Regions from separate parts of the Nomascus leucogenys genome. Here region 1 is linked to region 2. The links are chromatin contacts, called in public Hi-C maps. All regions are on one chromosome and are shown on one strand. The core of a region is the stretch at or near the end of the contact, and the rest is flanking DNA. Distances in the headings are between cores, read along the strand shown. Region 1 holds the start of PRIM1 (DNA primase small subunit). Region 2 holds the start of ZBTB39 (zinc finger and BTB domain-containing protein 39).

Region 1 (6,013 bases), core at 3,513-6,012, 230 kb after region 2:
AGAGATAACTTTGCCATGAAATATCTTGCTTTTATTATTATTTTCACATTGCTCTAGTATTACTGACTTTGGAAACAAAAGACATCATTCTATTAACAGCATTCTGTTTTCAGTAGTGGTATTTCCACTTACAAAATACAGTAATTCTGATCACTAAAACTGTCAAATCCTAGAAAATGCTGAATTCCTATGTAGGATGTTAACATCATTCTTGAACAGTTGTTGGCCAAAGATTCATTTGATTAATCCACAATTCTGATTATTCCAATGACTTTAATGTTAGTTCTGTTTAGAAATAACTCCAAGAGGCCAGGCGCAGTGGCTCCCACCTGTAATCCCAGCACTTTGGGAGGCTGAGGTGGGCGGATCGCCTCAGGTCAGGAGTTCAAGACCAGCCTGGCCAGCATGGTGAAACCCCATCTCTACTAAAAATACAAAAATTAGCCAAGCATGTGGGCGGGCACCTGTAATCCCAGCTACTCGGGAGGCTGAGGCAGGAGAATGGCTCGAGCCCGGGAGGCAGAGGGTGCAGTGAGCCGAGATTGCACCACTGCACTCCAGCCTGGGTGACTGAGCGGGACTCTATCTCAAAAGAAAGAAAGACAGAAAGAAAGAAAGAGAGAGAGAGAGAGAGAAAGAACTCCAAGAACAGTTTTTATATTTTATTTTCACATTGGAAATCAGTCAGATTTGTTTCAGCCTCAAAAAGCATGCTTATGTAAAATTAAATGACTGCTGGCAGCGAGCTGCACTTTTTTTTTCTAAACAGGAAAAGGGTTAAAAAAAAAAAAGAGGCTGGGCGGGGTGGCTTATGCCTGCAATCCCAGCACTTTGGGAGGCCAAGGCGGGTGGATCACAAGGTCAGGAGATGAAGACCATCCTGGCTAACACGGTGAAACCCCATCTCTACTAAAAAAATACAAAAAAAATTAGCCGGGCGTGGTGGCGGACACCTGTAGTCCCAGCTACTCAGGAGGCTGAGGCAGGAGAATGGTGTGAACCCAGGAGACAGAGCTTGCAGTGAGCCAAGATCATGTCACTGCACTCCAGCCTGGGCGACTGAAAAAGACTCTGTCTCAAAAAAAAAAAAGAAAAGAAAAGAAAAAGAAAATAGGGATAATGTTGGCAACCACATAGAGTTCTCATGAGGGATAAATTCATAAGATGGTACCTGACATCATGGCAAAAGCTATATACAGGCATACCTCATTTTATTGTGCTTCACTTTGTTATGCTCCATAGATATTGCATTTTTTACACATTGAAGCTTTGTGGCAACCCTATATACAGTGAGTCAGTTAGTGCAATTTTTCCAACAGCATGTGTTTGCTTCATGTCTCTATGTCACATTTTGGTAATCCTTGCAATATTTCAAACTTTTTCATTATTATTTTATCTGTTACAATGATCCGTGATCAGTGATCTTTGAGGTACTATTGTAATTGTTTGGGAGCGCAACGAACTGTGCCTATATAAGAAGACAAACTTAATCAACAAATGTTGTGTGTGTTCTGACTGTTCTACCAATATACTGTTCTCTCTCTCTCCCTCTCCTCAGGCCTCTCTATTCCCTGAGACACAACAATATTGAAACTAAGCCAATTAACAACCCTACAATGACCTCTAAGTATTCAAGTCACGAAAAGAGCCCCACATCTCTCACTTTAAATCAAAAGGTAGAAATGATTAAGCTTAGTGAGAAAGGAATGTTGAAAGCTGAGACAGACCAAAACCTAGGCCCCTTGCACCAAGCAGTTAGCCAAGTTGTAAATACGAAGGAAAAGTTCTGTTTTTTTGAGACAGGTTCTCAGTCTGTTGTCCAGGTTAGAGTGCAGTGCCCTAATCTTGGCTCACTGCCCCCTCCACCTGCTGGGCTCAGGTGATCCTCCCACCCCAGCCTCCCAAGTAGCTGGCACCACAGGCCTGCACCACCACACCTGGCTAATTTTTGTAATTTTTGTAGAGATGAGGTCTTGCTATGTTGCCCAGGCTGGTCTCAAACTCCTGGACTCAGGCAATCCTCCCACCTTGGCCTCCCAAAGTGCTGGCATTACAGGCGTAAGCCACCACACTCGGCCTTAAATTTGAAACAGGGTGTTACTCTGTCACCCAGGCTGGAGTGCAATGGCACGATATTGGCTCACTGCAACCTCTGCCTGCCTGACTCAAGTGATCCTCCCACCTCAGCCTCCTGAGCAGCTGAGGCCACAGATGCATGCCACCACACCCTGTTAATTTTTCTGGGCTTTTTTGTTAGTTTGGTTTGGTTTGGTAGAGACAGGGGTTTGCCATGTTGCCCAAACTGGTCTTGAACTCCCTGACTCAAGCGATCTGCCCACCTTGGCCTCCCAAAGAGCTGGGTTACAGGTGTGAGCTATCAGGCCTGGCCTGGAAAAGTTCCTTCCTGGAAAAGTTCCTGAAGAAAATTACAAGTGCTACTTCAGGGAACACACAAATGATAAGAAGGTGAAACAGCCTTATTGCCGATACGGAGAAACTTTTAGTGGGCTGAATAGAAGATCAAACCTGCCATAACTTCCCTTAAGCCAAAGCCTCACCCACACAGCAAGGCTACTCTCTTTAATTCTGTGAAAGCTGAGACAGGTGAGAAAGCTGCAGAAGTTTGAAGCCAGCAGAAGTTGGTTCATGAGGTTTAAGGAGAGAAGCCATCTCCATAAGATAAAAGTGCAAGACAAGGCTAAAGGCAGTGGCTCACACTAGTAATCCCAGCACTTTAGGAGGCCAAAGCAGGTGGATCACTTGAGGCCAGGAGTTTAAGACCAGCCTGGCCAACATAGTGAAACCCTGTCTCTACTAAAAATACAAAAGTTAGCTGGGCGTGGCAGTGCACACCTGTAATCCTAGCTATTTGGGAGGCTGAGGCATGAGAATTGCTTGAGCCTGGGTGACTAAGGTTGCAGTGAGCCATGATTGCGCCACTGCATTCCAACCTGGGCGACACAGCGAGACTCTGTCTCAAAAAAATAAGTAAAATAAAATAAAACTATGGTTTTCACGTGACATGTTATTCATGTGACTGCCCACTCTAGCCCACAATTGCCATAAGGTATCATTACAAAGTAAAAGTGATTGGCAGATCTGCACATCAATAGCAGATGGGTTCCCTTCATACTTGTAAAGCTCTCCATGATTCTACAAGCTTCCTATAATTCATATTTTCTTATACCTGGGTGTTCTATTTGAGAGACTGAATATATGAACAGCAGCCAGACCATATATAAAAACAGAACTCTGACCCATAATCTACAGCAACCTGCTGGGGAAACCAACCCCCTTATCTATAATAAACAGCATAGGAAGCAAGCTTGCTACAAGTCAGACTTGTAGAAAGTCAAACTGCTATCTCTAATGATGATCCTGGTGGCCAAACAACAACCCCTGTAGCAATGGGCCCAAATGCCTTAACTAGTATCCTACAGCTTCCTTAATTTTGTCAGAGCTTCCAACATAGGTCCAACCAAAGAAAGCCAAACATCCACCCCTAAACCAATCACATACCGCATCCTACTACTAGTTAGCCCAGGTACAGCTTCTACATGCCAACAACCTCCAATCAAAGAATACCTTGATGGCTTCCCTTTTTTATAAAGCTTTCCTACTCCTCTGCCTGCCTTTGAGTCCTACCAAATGCAAGTGATGATGGCTGACTCCCTTGCTATAGTAAGCTCTGAATAAATAGCCTATGCTTTTCTCATTTGGTTGATATTTGTTTATTTCCACATATTGGATCTAGTAATTCATGAAATTCCATGAAGAACTAATTTCCAAAACTTTTTTTTTTTTTAGACACGGTCTTTCTCTGTTGCCCAGACTGGAGTGCAGTGGCACTATCATGGCTCACAACAACCTTGACCTCCCAAGCTCAAGAGATTGATTGCCCCCTCCCCCAACTCCTCGCCCCCCACCCTTCAGCCTCTAGGGTAGCTGGGACTACAGGCACACGCAACTACATCTGGCCAGTTGTGTGTGTGTGCGTGTGTGTGTGTGTTTGTGTGTGTAGACAGAGATCTCACAATGTTGCGCCAACCGGTCTTGAACTCCTGGCCTCAAGCGATCCTCCTGCCGTGGCCTCCCAAAGTGTGAGGTTACAAGCATAAGCCACCGCGCCGGCCTCCAAACGTTTTTAAAAGATACTGGTGTTGGCCAGGCGTGGTGGCTCACGCCTGTAATCCCAGCACTTTGGGAGGCCGAGGCGGGCGGATCACGAGGTCGGGAGATCGAGACCATCCTGGCTAACACGATGAAACGCCGTCTCTACTAAAAATAAAAAAATAAAAAAAATTAGCCGGGCGTGGTGGCTGGCGCCTATAGTCCCAGCTACTCGGGAGGCTGAGGCAGGAGAATGGCGTGAACCCGGGAGGCGGAGCTTGCAGTGAGCCGAGATCGCGCCACTGCATTCCAGCCCGGGCAACAGAGCGAGACTACGTCTCAAACAAACAACAAAAAAGATACTGGTGTTATTTCTAAAACATCCAAAAAGTTCACGTGGAGCATCCTTTTTACTTCATCTTAATAACCTAAATCAATATGCTATAGGTGTCACATTTCCGGAGAAGATCCTCTTCCTGGAATGGACGCGGCCTTCTGCCCACAAGAGCGGTGGCCCTAGTGCCCGAACGCGTGGGCAGAGCGTCAACTGCTGCGTCTCCCGCAGCCCCCGCCCGCACCAAGTGGGAACTACAATTCCCGGCGGCCCCGGCGGACTGCGGGCCGCCGGGGCAGACAGCCGACCTCGGCCCTAAGCGCCTGCGCAGTCGCGGGGCCGCCGGCCGTGCTGTTCCCGCCAATTCCTGTGGTAGTCCTTAACGTGTCGAGTTCCGCGCTCAATGGAGACGTTTGACCCCACCGAGCTGCCCGAGCTGCTTAAACTTTATTACCGGAGGCTCTTTCCCTACTCTCAGTACTATCGCTGGCTCAACTACGGCGGAGGTGATGGAGGCGAGGAATGGGTTCGGGAGCGGAGTGTGAGGAGGTTGGAGGCGGGGTGTCCTTAGAATGACAATATGAAGCGCCTTCTGTGCGCCAGGCTTTGTGCCGCGCGCCTTCATTTGCTCTCTTGAGCCCGCCCCACCACTTTCTAGGTGTAAACGGGCCGAGAGAGGATATAATAAGCCAGCCTGCGGCCACGCGGTTAAAAAAAAAACAACAAAAAAACACAGAGCCGCCGCTCCTATCTCTGCGTGGTCAGGCTCACATTAGGTGCCCCGTTTACCTGCAGCGGTGCCCAGGGGGTTACTGGGGCGTAGCGTGAAGCTGCAGAGGCATGGTTTGCATCAGGAGCGGAAGATCCTCTCTCAGAGGAAGAGAAATACTTTATTCCTTGCAGCTGAATTTATTAGTGCGAATCGAGGAGAGGGGGATGGCATTACATATTTAAAATATTTATGCATCTGTTTCGTCTTTTGTACCTTTCCCTAGCAAATACGGAATGGTAACTGCTTTCAAATTAGGGACTAGGTCATGTGGATTTTGTTTTGTTTTTCTTTTACATCTACCACGGTGTTGAGCATAGGGGGCTCATTAAAAACATCTCGGGCAGGCCGGGCGTGGTGGCTCACGCCTGTAATCCCAGCACTTTGGGAGGCCGAGGCGGGCGGATCATGAGGTCAGGAGATCGAGGCCATCCTGGCTAACACGGTGAGACCCCGTCTCTACTAAAAAAATACAAACAAATACAAAAAATTAGCCGGGCGTGGTGGCGGGCGCCTGTAGTCCCAGCTACTCGGGAGGCTGAGGCAGGAAAATGGCGTGAACCCAGGAGGCGGAGCTTGCAGTGAGCCGAGATAGCGCCACTGCACTCCAGCCTGGGCAAAAGAGCGAGATTCTGTCTCAAAAAAAAAAAAAAAAAAAAAAAACACATCTCGGGCCGAGTGCCGTGGCTCACGCCTGTAATCCCAGCACTTTGGAAAGCCGAGGAGGACGGATTACCTGAGGTCAGGAATTCGAGACCAGCCTGGCCAACATGGTGAAACCCCGTCTCTACAAAAAATAC
Region 2 (5,299 bases), core at 596-3,095:
TGAAGAGAGTTTGGATAGGGTTTTTCATTCTTCAGGCACCAAGTCCCCCACACAGTGGATGGGCGCTTAGAAAAAGCCAGGCCAGGGGACTTGGAAGCCCCTGCACCCCTCGCGCGGGTCCTGGCCCCGGCCCCGCCGTTGGGGGGCGCTGCCTCCTCCCGGGCGGCGGGGGGCGCTGCGGCCGGGCGGCGGGGGGCGCTGCCTCCTCCGGGACGGCGGGGGGCGCTGCGGGCCGGGCGGCGGGGGCGGCCCGGGCCGGCGCGGCGAGCCGCGCGGCGGATGGAGACTCTGGCCGCGGCCGGCGGCGCCACCTCCTCGTCGGGCCGGGCACGGCGGGCCGGGGCCTTTGTGTGAAGCGGCGGCGGCGATGGTGCTCGGGGCCCCGCAGAGCCGGGTAAGCGCGGCCAGGCCGAGGGCTGCCCCTGGCCGAAGCCCGACCCCCGGCCCGGCATTTATCTCGCTCTTGCTGGGGTCTCTCTTGCCCGCTCCCTTCGGCCGGACCCATCCTCCGCGCCCGCGCGCAGACCCGGCCGGCCCCGCCGCTCCTCCCTTGGCCCCTTATTCAGCCCCGTGCCCGCAACAGGCTCACCCGGGTGAGCCCTGCGCTGTTTGTGGAGGCAGCGAGGCGCTCGGTTCCTCCAGAGGGAGCGCCCCAGCCGATGCAGCGCCCTTCCCTCCCAGATGCGACTCTCCGGAGGGGAGACCGCGGCGCCCGGGGATTGTTGGGGTGTCCTCGGAAGTTCCCAGCCTCCCCCTCTCCCACCCTCCACTCTGGCTGCCCAGCGCTCCGACCCGACGATCGTTCAGGGGTGGCCACCAGGGCCCGGGAGATGCTTGGCCGGTACCCCACAATACTTAGACGCTTCCTGGGCCCCAGAAAAAGTTGGGAGTTGTTAGAATCTGGAGAGATGGAGAAAGGGGCTGTGTTGGGCAGAGTTGTGAGACTGAACAAGGATGCAAGTAGCTCTTCTTCCTTAGTCGTGCAGGAGTCAGAAGGGGCAGAAAGTGGTAGTGGACAAGCCTCTAGGAGTCTTATCTGTATAATTGGAAGTCTTTCTTGCGGCATCAAGTAAATCTGTTAGTGCAGGGCCAACAAAATATAAACCCCGAAAAGGGTGGCGAAAAAGAATACAACATATTAAAGTAATATTAAATACTACCACAGTTGTGTTCTACTTTGCTTTACTGTGCATTCTGAGTGTTTTAACTTCACAGGATACAGGGACTGTGTTGAAGCAGTATCTGGAGGGGCTCTGGGTTATCGAAAGGCCAGAGAGCGGATATGTAGTATAGGCAGAGAGAGATGGGGATTCAAGAACGTGAGATTTATTTGGAGATTATTGAGAGGTTGAAGACACAGCAATGACAAAGCTAAAAAATGGAACTACCTTATCTGTTCCTCAGTAGCTAGTGGAGCTTTGATAGTTGTGTTCAAGCATGTGCATGGCATTTGGCATCATGAGGGAAAAGAATATGCTTAATGAATTAGGAAAGCTTGTATTTGGGAGGAAATTAATAGGAGAAAAATTTGATCCAGTGGCTCTGGTAATGAAGTATAAGATTGTGTCCGAGGGAATGCCTCTGGTTCGTCTCTAGGCACCAGCTTAAGACCAAGCTATCAGATTGTCATCAGTCCTTTTGGTTTTTGTCATAACTCTTTGAGTATATACAGGGCGAGATGTCATTGCCTTGTCATAATGGAGGAACTCTCCATGCCAGTTTACTCCTGATCCCCACCTGGGGCTTGGAAGCATTCACGGTGGTGGTATTTTCTCCTGCATAGCCCCTCTTTTGCACGGATGTGTTTGGCCATCCATCTTTTTCTCTTGCTGTCCACAGATTAACTGTGCTGATAAGGAGGTAATTTCATAGGAGCTGCTAAGATGGGCATGAGGATCAAACTGCAAAGCACCAACCACCCCAACAACCTGCTGAAGGAACTCAACAAGTGCCGGCTCTCGGAGACCATGTGCGACGTCACCATTGTGGTGGGGAGCCGCTCCTTCCCGGCCCACAAGGCTGTGCTGGCCTGTGCAGCTGGCTACTTCCAGAACCTCTTCCTGAATACTGGGCTTGATGCTGCCAGGACCTATGTGGTGGACTTCATCACCCCTGCCAACTTTGAGAAGGTTCTGAGCTTTGTCTACACGTCAGAACTCTTCACAGACCTGATCAATGTTGGGGTCATCTACGAGGTGGCTGAGCGTCTGGGTATGGAGGACCTCCTCCAGGCCTGTCACTCTACCTTTCCTGATCTAGAGAGCACTGCCAGGGCCAAGCCCCTGACCAGCACCAGTGAGAGCCACTCTGGTACCCTGAGTTGTCCTTCGGCCGAACCTGCCCATCCCCTTGGGGAACTCCGAGGTGGTGGGGACCACTTTGGTGCTGATAGAAACTATGTGTTGCCCAGTGATGCTGGAGGGAGCTATAAAGAGGAAGAGAAGAATGTTGCCAGTGATGCTAACCATAGCCTGCATCTGCCGCAGCCGCCACCACCACCGCCAAAGACAGAAGACCATGACACCCCTGCTCCCTTCATGTCCATTCCTAGCATGATGACCCAGCCAGTCCTAGGCACTGTCAGCACGGGCATCCAGACCAGCACAAGCTCCTGCCAGCCATACAAAGTTCAAAGCAATGGAGACTTCAGTAAAAACAACTTCCTCACCCCTGACAATGCAGTAGACATTACCACTGGGACCAACTCCTGTCTGAGCAATAGTGAGCACTCCAAAGATCCAGGCTTTGGGCAGATGGATGAGCTCCAGCTCGAGGACCTGGGGGATGATGACTTGCAGTTTGAAGACCCTGCTGAGGATATAGGCACAGCTGAGGAGGTGATTGAGCTGAGTGATGACAGTGAGGATGAGCTGACTTTTGGAGAGAATGACAATCGGGAGAATAAGGCCATGCCCTGCCAGGTGTGCAAGAAAGTTCTAGAGCCCAACATTCAACTGATCCGGCAGCATGCTCGGGACCACGTGGACCTGCTGACGGGCAACTGCAAGGTCTGCGAGACCCACTTCCAGGACCGAAACTCCCGGGTGACTCATGTCCTGTCCCATATTGGTATTTTCCTTTTCTCCTGCGATATGTGTGAAACTAAGTTCTTTACCCAGTGGCAGCTGACCCTTCACCGACGGGATGGAATATTTGAGAACAACATCATTGTCCACCCCAACGATCCCCTGCCAGGGAAGCTGGGTCTCTTTTCAGGGGCAGCCTCCCCAGAGCTGAAATGCGCTGCCTGTGGGAAAGTATTGGCCAAAGATTTCCATGTGGTCCGGGGCCACATCCTTGACCATCTAAACTTGAAGGGCCAGGCCTGCAGTGTCTGCGACCAGCGTCACCTTAACCTCTGCAGCCTCATGTGGCACACGCTGTCCCATCTCGGCATTTCAGTCTTCTCCTGTTCTGTCTGTGCCAACAGCTTTGTGGACTGGCATCTTCTAGAGAAGCACATGGCTGTGCACCAAAGTCTGGAAGATGCCCTCTTCCACTGCCACTTGTGCAGCCAGAGCTTCAAGTCAGAGGCTGCCTATCGCTACCACGTCAGCCAGCACAAATGCAACAGTGGCCTTGATGCACGGCCTGGTTTTGGGCTGCAGCACCCAGCTCTCCAGAAGCGGAAGCTGCCAGCAGAGGAGTTTCTGAGTGAAGAGCTGGCGCTGCAGGGCCAACCTGGTAACAGCAAGTATAGCTGCAAGGTCTGTGGCAAAAGATTTGCCCACACAAGCGAATTCAACTACCACCGGCGGATCCACACGGGGGAGAAGCCATACCAATGTAAGGTGTGCCACAAGTTCTTCCGAGGCCGCTCGACCATCAAGTGCCACCTAAAGACACACTCGGGGGCCCTCATGTACCGCTGCACAGTCTGTGGGCACTACAGTTCCACCCTTAACCTCATGAGCAAGCATGTTGGTGTGCACAAAGGCAGCCTCCCCCCTGACTTCACCATTGAGCAGACCTTCATGTACATAATCCATTCCAAAGAGGTGGAAAAGAACCCGGACAGTTGACTGGGTCCCGGCAGAGCCACGGGGAGCATCCAAGCAGCAGCCAGGACGCTGATATCTAAGAGCTGTTGGTCCCTCCCCAGCTGAAGTTATAATTTTGCCTTGGTAGGAATTCTGTTCTGTGTTGTGTTTAAAGAAGAAAAGAAGAAGAAATAGCACATAAGCTGTTACTGTTGTTGAGAAGCAACAGCCCTATCACATTTACCTCCATACCTGTTCTTGCCCATGAAGGGCTGTGTTTTTCATTCTTTTGAGGCTGGTTTTGGGATCTAGTCAAGCAGTTGATGTCCACTAGACCCCCTTCCCCAGCCTCTCTAGTTTTAGTTTACTGATAGGTTTTATGCTGCTAAGAATCTAACCAACAGCCTCACTTAACAGAGGAGGTAAAGGGAGGTTTTCACTGTGGGTGTTACCGCCAGGCCTCCAACCGGGATGACCAGCTATGAGAAAGATTTTGGGAATGTGGTCATTCAGAAAAGACAGGTCAGCAGGGCAGTCCCCTCAGGTTCCAGCCCTCAGCAGGGACAAGATATCAGGGATGTTGGTGTCTGCTTATCTACAGCCCTAATCTGCTGATTGGACAGTGAAAATCTTTTGGCAGCTAGATCCATACTAGGGACAGAGCTTTCTGTTTAGGTCAGAAAGCTTTGGGATGAATCCCTGCCAGCCAGAAGGGGTGTCCTGCAGTGCCGCCAGAAGTGGCAGCCTGGATGGACAGGAGAGGTTTGTCTTTTCTCCTCATTTCCAAAGAAACAGGATTTTATGGAGTGATGGCCCGGGACGTCCGGCCTTCTGTGGGGCAGAGAGGATAGGGAACCACTTTGATATAGTCATCTGTTTTGGCTACTTCTGTTGGCCGTGAGTGTCTTGGTGGAGAGGTGGGGATGTCTCTGACAGCAGCAGCCTTGCCTTAATTTATATCTGGTCTCCCGCCCAGAAGTGTTTGGCCCGTGGTGTAGATGAGCTGACTCCATGAAGTGGTGGAGTGGCAGACCGCGAGCCCTTCAGGATTAAAGGGACCTGAGTAACTGGTGGTGTGTAGCAGGGTGTGCGTTCTGACTGTCTGTCCTAGTCGGGTAACCTGTTGTTTACTTTGTGCTAACAGTGCCGGAGCTTTGTCAGCTCACCTTTGACCTGCTGGAATTTATCCTGATCTGTCGTTGCCATCACCTCCAGGGGGCGCTATTGGATGGCAGCTGGTTCAGGCCCTCCGTGGGTGGCTGCAGAGTACGCCGGCACAGCCCACGCAGCTGGTTAGCTCCACTCTTACTTGGTTTTCT

Evidence for each region. Hi-C and Micro-C count contacts between places; a contact is called where the count stands out from the background.
Region 1: a contact with region 2 is called in a Hi-C map of a lymphoblastoid cell line, with 5 times the contacts expected there. The contact joins the promoter of PRIM1 here to the promoter of ZBTB39 in region 2. A contact is called at or near these places in 3 of 4 Hi-C or Micro-C datasets (a lymphoblastoid cell line and an unstated tissue).

What each region holds. Positions count from the first base shown.
Region 1 is chr11:54,498,559-54,504,571 of Asia_NLE_v1, forward strand. PRIM1 (DNA primase small subunit) reads left to right here and starts at 4,763. Exons shown (of 13, transcript XM_030822404.1): 1 at 4,763-4,950. The coding sequence starts at 4,848.
Region 2 is chr11:54,276,256-54,281,554 of Asia_NLE_v1, forward strand. ZBTB39 (zinc finger and BTB domain-containing protein 39) reads left to right here and starts at 1,846. Exons shown (of 1, transcript XM_030822402.1): 1 at 1,846-5,299. The coding sequence starts at 1,884. The coding sequence ends at 4,022.